Regions from separate parts of the Ovis aries genome. Here region 1 is linked to region 2. A link is a contact called in public Hi-C data. All regions are on one chromosome and are shown on one strand. The core of a region is the stretch at or near the end of the contact, and the rest is flanking DNA. Distances in the headings are between cores, read along the strand shown. Region 1 overlaps ADCY3 (adenylate cyclase 3). Region 2 has its middle 45 kb from the start of ITSN2.

The links. A called contact is a pair of places that touch in the nucleus more often than the background predicts.
Region 1: a Hi-C map of liver shows a contact between it and region 2, with 6 times the contacts expected there. The contact joins two enhancer-like sites. A contact is called at or near these places in 7 of 16 Hi-C or Micro-C datasets (blood, hypothalamus, liver and 1 more).

The regions. Positions count from the first base shown.
Region 1 is chr3:32,318,106-32,322,779 of ARS-UI_Ramb_v3.0, forward strand. ADCY3 (adenylate cyclase 3) reads right to left here. Exons shown (of 22, transcript XM_042245870.1): 14 at 3,843-4,102; 15 at 3,508-3,573; 16 at 1,994-2,075; 17 at 911-1,069; 18 at 304-450. Among named protein-coding and RNA genes, the nearest start is that of PTRHD1, 21 kb to the left of the region's middle. Within about 2 kb of position 1,561, at least 11 of the 54 cell types and tissues checked have an H3K27ac peak or open chromatin away from gene starts, as enhancers often do. A contact at or near this core is called in liver, where this site is marked.
Region 2 is chr3:31,980,445-31,984,945 of ARS-UI_Ramb_v3.0, forward strand. No RefSeq gene overlaps it. Among named protein-coding and RNA genes, the nearest start is that of ITSN2, 45 kb to the left of the region's middle. Within about 2 kb of position 2,942, at least 31 of the 54 cell types and tissues checked have an H3K27ac peak or open chromatin away from gene starts, as enhancers often do. A contact at or near this core is called in liver, where this site is marked.

The DNA of each region.
Region 1 (4,674 bases), core at 311-2,810, 340 kb after region 2:
AAAGCATTTCCCCTGGTACACAAGTTATTAATACCTGATTATTGTTTGCTGAATCTGAATTTGAGGATAAGAGGAACCAGAGGGACCTCAAAAATCTTTTGGCCAGGCCTTATCCTATGAACTTACAGGTGATTTCCAAGGCTCCCACCTGGGACCCAACATTTCCAGACAACTGCAGAAGGCCATGCGTTTTGAGGAGTTTTTATGGGAAAACAGCAGCCGAAGTAACTCCCAAGTTTCTTGGGCTGCAGTCTGGAAGGGCTGGCTTTGTGGCAGGATGCAGGGGCCAGGATAGTCACTCACAGAGTCAAAATCTGAGATGATCTCATTGAGGAAGCGCAGACACTCAATGCCGCCATTATTGATGCTCTCCTCTGTGTAGAAGTCGGCAAAATTGGGCAGGGAGGCAAACATAACTCCAATCTCATCATAAGACTGGCTGTACAGCTCCTAAAGAGAGGCAGGGCCAAAGTGCTCAAAGACAGTCTAAGTGAATGGCATGCTACAGAAATGAACGTCCTCCACACCCATGACGTGCACTCAGCTTTTTGGACACACAGGTCTCCCAGACTATCCTGACTGAATTATTAGAAAGCTCATTGCAACTTTGGAAACCAAAAAAAGAGCTTTGCTAGTTCCTGCCAACAGCCCCAGCTCTAGGAAGGAGGGCAGTGGCAAGCTGTGAAGTGAGGCATGAGAACCACTTGGGACAATCAAAGTTGACAGGTGCGCTCCACTAAGGCCTTGTCTTCTGAAACAGGCCTCACAGATTATGGCAAGAGATTCTTTGGCTTCTGATACTGTGGTGCTGTGTAGGTCCAGCCCTACCTGGGCCCCCAGGCCATGTCACAAGAAGGCAGAAAGCCAGAAGACGGCCCTATGGCTCCAGCCCTATGGGGCCACGCCTCACCTCATCTCTCTTCTTGGACCCCAGGAAATGGCGTGCCACGTGCTCAGGCAGCATGTTGGTGACCAAGGCTTCGTTCCAGCGTCGCATCTCATAGACACGTTCCTTCTGGTCGTGGACCTCAATCTTCCACAAGAACAGTGTCCGTGCCAGCTTTTCCACCTATGGATATAGACACAGGCAAGGTGTGTGCCCTAAGCTGGCCATTTGAGGGAGTTCTCGGGTGGTCCAGTGGTTAGGACCAGGTGCTTTCACTGCTGTGGCCCTGGGTTCAGTCCCTGATTGGGGAACTAAGATCCCATAAAGTGCAACCAAAAAAAACAAAAAACAAAAAAGTTGAGAAATGGGAACTTGAGGGGTTCCAACATGGAAAAACTGAAAGGAAGATGGAGATGGCTGGATAGCAGGGGAAATGAACCCCAGAAAGATGATTCATCAAAAAAGGCCATACCATACAGCTGGGGTGATGACCCCAGCCTCTGTGGTTACAGGAGGATGTGAGGGGCCTCCTGGGACCTCATTTCAGCTACAGATGGGCCTTGTGGGTGGTGGCAGCAGTGGGGATCTCAGCGCAGGGAAGAGAAGTCCCCATTTCCAGCAGGCTCCAGTCGCCAAGTGCCTGGAGGTGGCTGCAGTTCTCTGACAAGCCACTGGGTGGCTCCTGAGCTAATAGGGAAGTAAGTCCCTTGTGTGGGTACTTCCCCTCCCTCTTCGTCTTTTTCCTTTTAACCAAACAAAAATTTCCCTTTCTGGCTTTGTAGTCAGTATGTTCATGACCCCCAGAGCCAGGATGAGTGGAGATCCATGAGCCCCTGGCCTAGGAAATTAGAGATTTTATCCAGGCTTTATGCCCCACTCCCAGCCTTCCATCAGCAGCTCAGAGCAAGAGGTAAGAACTGTTGTTCTGGTATTGATACTCCTGAGGGAGACCAGGAAATGGCAGAGGCGGTGGCCTGACCGGGGTCACATGCCATGTGGGGTAAGGAAAACGGCATTCCCCAGGAGGTTGGGTTCTTAGATCCTGGGGCTGCTTCTCAGGAGGCCCTGAGAAGTCGGCGTGGAAGGGGCGGGTGTGCAGGCACTCACGTGTCGGGAGAAGTAGTAAAAGCTCAGCATCATGACGAAGATCATCACTGTCATCGAGTACTTAGACGGCACCAGGGGCAGCCTGTGGGGCCCAGAATTCAGTTGAAAGTGCGCCATGCTGCCCTCTGCTGACAAGGGAGTTTTTATCCTCTCTAATGTGGCTATGCTGTTTCTTATCACTCCAGAAACCTTTCTCAGCAGCTTAAGCACTTTCATATCAAGTCCAGATGCCCACTGGACAGTAAAAATTTCTGAAATCACTGGGATTTTGTCTTAACTGCCAGCCAACTCCTGGACAGTTCTGGCTGCACTTGAAATCCACGTCAGGCCTTGAGAGCTGCTCTCTGGATGTTTTATTAAACACCACATCACCTGACTGATCACAGCAGTAGCCTCAACCATGTAGGAATCTGGAGAAGGGAGAGACTAACATCTCAGTGATGGGATGAGGGCACAGTTGCACCATGCGTTTTTATAACTGTCAGCCATATTTTTGTGTGGAGCTGAGTTGGTATATGCATATACCACAATTTACATATCCACTTAGTCTTAATTTCATTGGGGCTCTCCTTTGAGTTGGATGTTTGCGAGCGTGTGGCTATTATGAACAGTGCAACTGTGGACATTCTAGTACATACATCTGGGGACAAATAACATGTACATTAATTTCTCTAAGGTGTATACATAGCAGTGGAGTTACTGAGTCATAGGTCTATTTTCACCTTTACTAATTAACTCCAAATTGTTTTCTTAAATGGTTGTACCATTTATACTTCCACCAGGAACGTATGGGTTACCATAATCCATGATGTTATCAGCCTTCTTAATTTTTGCCAAACTGGTTGGTGTGTGACAGTCTTTCCTGGTGGCCTTAATTTGCATGACCCTGATTACTTGAATGCCCTTAATTTATTAGTTCCTATTTACACTTCTTTTGTGAAAGGCCTATTCAAGTCTTCTGTCCATCTTCTCTGTTAGGTAATCTTTTTTTTTTTTTTTAACTTATTTAAAAGTCTAGTCAAGTCACTGCATCATAACATTCTAAAACTTCAGAGCTAAGATGGAATCTTGAAGAATTCTGCTGATAACCTCTTCAAGAGATGACACAGACTCAGGCAAACTGGCCTGCCGAGGCCCCACAGAGAACCACTGTGGCGGGAAAGGAGTCTGGGTGTTCTAGACTGAATGCCACAGGCCCCTTCCTCCAGCTTCTGAGGTCTGGTCCGCAGCCGTCACCCAGATGGCTGCTCCTCTCTCTGCCTCTCCAGCCTGCTCTCTATTCCACCCTCTGGACCGCTCTGCATTCTCTTCACCTCAGGAGAGGCCAGCGCGGCCAGATAAGCACTAAAGTCTGCTCCAGCCTCCCACAGAAACATGCTGACTTTTCGAGCTTGAACATCCCATACAGTTTGCCTCTGGAAGGATGAGACCCTGGGGCTTTGGACTGTTGTACTTTGTCTCCTGAAGAAAGGGACCGGAAACGCAGGGCAGGACGGGAAAGGAGACACCCTTACCTGTCAGTGCCATTGAGCCCCGAGCTGGAAAACACCTGCATCTTCTCTAAGGCCACCATCGGAAAGCTGTCGGGACAGATAACAGCACAAACTTGCACCCAGCCAAACACTGAGGTGACCTGGACCTTCCAGTCCTCAAGAAGGGACAGGATCCGTCCTGGGATTACAGCCAACCAGTCTGTGAGAAGCCACGAACCCTGATTCCCATACAAGCCTTTGATTAGCCCTAGAGACAGATGGCCAGCTCACTGCAGGCCCATGACCTTGAAGTGGGGACTGGGGAGGCGGGTGGGAGGAAGGAGATCATGCAGATCTCCAAACAGGCTTCATCTTACTTGTGTTGCTGGAAGCGTTTGTGGTCGTAGTCATCAAAGATGGGGCGCCAGGCGTAGACGTTGATGACAGCCACAGCCCCCACGATGAGCAGCATGAGTGTGAGCTTGACCATGTGGCTGACCTGCACCAGCATGATGGTAGCGATGAGGGACAGCACGGCCACGTAGTTGTAGTACTTGGGGTTCTCCACGCAGCCGTCCTCCACCTGCATCTCTGCGGTGCCGTTGGTAGGGCCTGTGTAGTACTGGAGACAGCTGAGCTGGAGGCCAGGACCGTGAGTGGGTGAGGAGAGCGTGGGGTGCAAGGGGACAGCAGACACTGGTAAGAAAAGGCTGGGCCGTGGCAGCTGCCACTTCCCTCAGAAACCCCGAGCAAGAAGGGAAAGTACCAGGGGACAGTAATGCGAAAGTCAGTAACTCCTGCTAAGAGCTTTAGCATCATCTCTGATGATCATGAAAACTGTCTTGTGTATTCTGAGTACTGGTACCATCATATAAGGGGCTTCCCAGCTGGCTCTAGTGGTAAAGAACGTGCCTGCCAATGCAGATTAGACATAAGAGATGCCAATTTGATCTTCCTGAGTCAGAAAGATCCCCTGCAGAAGGGAAGGGCAATCCACTCCAGCATTCTTGCCTGGAGAATCCCATGGACAGAGGAGCCTGGAGGGCTATAGTCTATGGAGTCGTACAAAGTCAGACACGACTGAAGCAACCTAGTACACAGCACACACACGATCATATAAAACAGACAGGCCACTCTTGGCCAAAGTAGCGAAATTAGCAGGTGGTAAAGCCAGACTAGGAATCTGGGGTTTAGGTTTCAGGCCCAAGG
Region 2 (4,501 bases), core at 1,692-4,191:
CTTTGTCTCTTTTTGATAGCAGTGCCAACCCTTTTCCCTCAGCAGTCTAAAATCCAAATTTAACCATGTGATGCTGAACAGAACTTGGTAACCTAACCAACAGCCATTTGCCATTTTTTTTTCAGCTTATAAAACAGAATTGATGGAAGAACAGATTAGGGGAAAAGTATACCCTGGAGAAGGACATGGCAACCCACTCCAGTGTTCTTGCCTGGAGAATCCCAGGGATGGTGGAGCCTGATGGGCTGCTGTCTATGGGGTCACACAGAGTCGGACACGACTGAAGCGACTTAGCAGCAGCAGCAGCATACCCTAAAACATAGGTTGTTTGGCAAAACGTACCCCACATTTGACCCGCTGAATCATAATTCTTGGACTCGAACTTGGATGTGTGTGATTTTTAAAAGATTTCCCCAGATTATTTAGTTATATCTTAAGAAAGACTACAAAGAAGAAGAAAAAAAACCCTCAAGTTTCAGGAATCAGATTAAAGGAAGGACAGAATTTTAAGCAGGGGTTGGAAAAGAGACAGTCCAGGGAGGATAAAGATTTAAAAGGACACAAACTTCCAGCTCCAAGATGAGTAAGTTCCAAGGATTTGACGTACATCATGGTGACTATAATTAACAGTACTAAATTATACACTTGAAAGTTAAGAGAGTGAATCTTAAATGTCCTCACTATGCACACAAAAAGTTGATTATATGAGGGGATGGTGGTGTTAATTAACCTCATTGTGATGTATTAAATCATCACATCATACACCTCAAACTTGCATGTTATATGTCAATAGTAGCTCAATATAAAGCTGGAAAAAATAGTTCGAGGCTTATGCAAAAACTAACAAGAAAGATATGGGCTACAAATATACCAAGAAATTCAGATTTTAATTTTGTAGGTGTCCATACAAGAATGAGAACTTCCCTGGTGGCTCAGTGGTTAAAAAAAAACCCACCTACTAATGCAGGAGACACAGGTTCAATCCCTGGGTTGGGAAGATTCCCTGGAGGAGGAAATGGCAACCCACTCCAGTATTCTTGGCTGGGAAATCCCATGAACACAGGAGCCTGGTGGGCTGCAGTCCATGGGGTTGCAAAAGAGTTGGACATGACTTAGTGACTAAACAACAACAAAAAATACTAGAAGGAGGATTCTAAAACTACATGGAGATTCCTTGCACATTTGCAGGAAAAAACTATCTAATAAATTATCTAATTAAAAAAAATTTAAGAAAAATGTGTTGGATTAATTTTAACCTTCAGTTGTTAGCAAACTAAGGACACTTTTAGTACTCAAACGTGGTATAGAATTTCAGTTACACAGTGTTATGGATAGGGAGTCAGAAAGCAAAAAATGGGTATACCTGGGCTTCCATGGTGGCTCAGCTGGTAAAGAATCCGCCTGCAATGCAGGAGACGTGGGTTCGATTCCTGGGTCGGTAAGATCCCCTGGAGAAGGGAACGGCTATCCACTCCAGTATTCTGGCATGGAGATTCCATGGACTGTATAGTCCATGGGGTCACAAAGAATTGGACATGACTGGGCAATTTTCACTTTCAATGAAATATTTAAGGAGAGAGGATGGTACTAAAATGTTTTGCAGAATCAAACACAAAGAGATGTTTTTAGTTTTAAGATATGAGATCCGAGACCATTAAAACCCTTTAATCTTAGAGCTGAGAGAAACCTTCAGTTCAATTCAGTTCAGTTGCTCAGTCGTGTCCGAGTCTTTGTGACCCCACGGACTGCAGCACACCAGGCCTCCCTGTCCATCAACAACTCCCGGAATTTACACAAACTCATGTCCATTGAGTCGGTGATGCCATCCAGCCATCTCATCTTCTGTTGTCCCCTTTTCCTCCTGCCCCTAATCCCTCCCAGCATCAGAGTCTTTTCAAATGAGTCAGTTCTTCGCATCAGCTGGCCAATGTATTGGAGTTTCAGCTTCAACATCAGTCCTTCCAATGAATATTCAGGACTGATATCCTTTAGGATGGACTGGTTGGATCTCCTTGCAGTCCAAGGGACTCTCAAGAGTCTTCTCCAACACCACAGTTCAAAAGCATCAATTCTTTGGCCCTCAGCTTTCTTTATAGTCCAACTCTCACATCCATACATGACTATTGGAAAAACCATAGCTTTGACTAGATGGACCTTTCTTGGCAAAGTAATATCTCTGCTCTTTAATATGCTGTCTAGGTGGGTCATAACTTTCCTTCCAAGGAGAAACCTTAAAGATCATCTAATTGCATTCCATCTGATACTTGAATTTCCTTGATGAAGTCCTTTCATTCTGTTTACACTGAAGCTCCTCTGTGGGTGAGGTCTGCTGTGTTTCTGCATGGCTTTGAGGGAAAGTTCCTCTTTGTCCACTTTCCTCCTCAATGTTTACAGATTGTCATATTTGAAACAGGAGGACAGGTGTCAGCTGTGAGGGAATGTCATCTCAGTAATAAATGTATTTAATAGTTTTCCAAAAGAAATGATTAAAAAGGATCTGGCTTGAATTTTATTTTTTGAAGACAACCACTGGATCAAACTTAGATAAATAGGCCAATTTAAGAAATAGTGGTTCTTTAAGAATGAAGTTTTGACTTTGCAAGGAAAATTTAGCTGCGTGGTTTTTAGTATGGCAATCCCAAGTCAGAAATTTGAGGAGGAGCCATATTATTTAGGAATGGCTTTGGCTAGAGAAACAGAATATCCGACTAAAAGTGCTCAAACCGCATGACCCATAACATGACACTTAAGGGAACGCGTGAAAGCAGGTGACGACTGGGGTGCTCAACAGCTGGATGACTGGGCACCCAAGGGCTGCCCCATGTCCTGCCCGTTCTGGCCACCAGATGGCGCAGCTGCTCTAGACACGGTTTCGTCAGAGTGCCGAGTCCCAAGCAGGAAGGAAGGAGACAAGAAAAGGGCTTTCTCTTTCTCTTAAGTCTCCCTAAGCAGGAAGAAACATTGAGGCTCCCAGCAAACATCTTGGGCCTGAACTTGACCTCATGCCCGTCGCTAGACTCACAAAAGGGAAGTGAGAGTGATATGATTTGCTTAGGCCCTGAAACTGGGCACATCATTACCCAATTGAAATAGGGCTTTTGTTTTATGTATGTAGTCTGTTTTTTTGTTGTTGTTTTTTTTTAAACAGAAAGAAGCGGGTAATAGCTGTTGAGTAGGCTACTAATAGCCTTGCCAGAGGCACTCAGGAGAAATTATACACGCTGAATCCACCAGGTCCTGTGCCAAGGACAGGACAATGCCTCTTCAGAAACTAGTAAAATGTTTTTCTTCTTCTGATAATTATTAATTCTCTGCAGTGACTTAGAAAAATTCTTGGACTACATTTCTTGCCATTAAGTATTTGATGAATATAGAAACTGACTGTAGAACTATTTTTAAAAGTCACTCTGCTTCTAACCCAAACTTCTTACTCTAGCTCTTATCTTAGCATTACATGAGTTATACGAATCACCTCCAATTTACATATTATAGAAGAGCCTTACATGGAAAAGAATAAATCATTTTCAAATTAGACATTCTGTCTAGAGCTGTCAGCAGCTGATTCCCAGCACTGTCTTTTATTTCTGACATGCTTTTAGATGAGAGTAATCTTATACTTGCAGTAATTCTCAGGATAAAATTTTCTTCTCAAAGCTCATTTCATGAAGTTGGTTTTTTTTTTTTAATTTTGAAGAATAAAGCAATTATTCTTGCTTTTTGAAATTGCACATCAAGTCTAGGAACATAAATTATTCTTTCTTTTTGAAATTGCATACCAAGTCCAGAAATATAGACTCTTAAAATTTTAAATATTAATGTCAAGTGATGGATGTAAACATCTCCCATTTTTCACTCTCCTTCTGTCAGTGTGCCCCTCTTTCTCGGTAGATCCTCATTTCTACTGGATTTCCATCGCACACCAATTATCTCAGGCTACAGCTGTTTACTGTCAGCTGTTCTCTTCGCTGCCCACCACACAGCCTGCTGCTGGCAACTGGACTCTTGCTCCCATCTGCGGAAATCCCTGCCTCCAGTGCCGTTGCTCGGGCTGGGGCTGCACCCCTGGCTCAGGCACAGAGTTGTGACCTAAATCAATCCAGATATTGCAGTCCCCTAGTCAGCCAGAGGCAGAATCAATGAGAAGTAGTGATATTTCTGCTGGGGCTTCTGGGAGAGAGATTCATTTTCTGTCCTGCTATATTTTCATGTTTCATGTAAGGCTCAGAGTTGCTGTAGCCATCTTGACATCTTAAGTGGGAACCAGTCTGAGAAAAGAGCTGTGAAAGAGAGAGAGAGAGAGGCACCCTGGTGATGCTTTTCAGCTCTCAATCCAAGATAGCAGCAGAGCAGCAAGCCCTATTCCTGGACTGTTCAGTTACATAATCAAGTAAGTTCCTGTTTTGTTTCAGCCAGTGTTTGGATCAGATCTCTTCTCACTTGCTGTCAAAAGAGATCTAGCTTGCTATCAAAAGCTGTACAAATGTTCAGACTCTCTTATGAC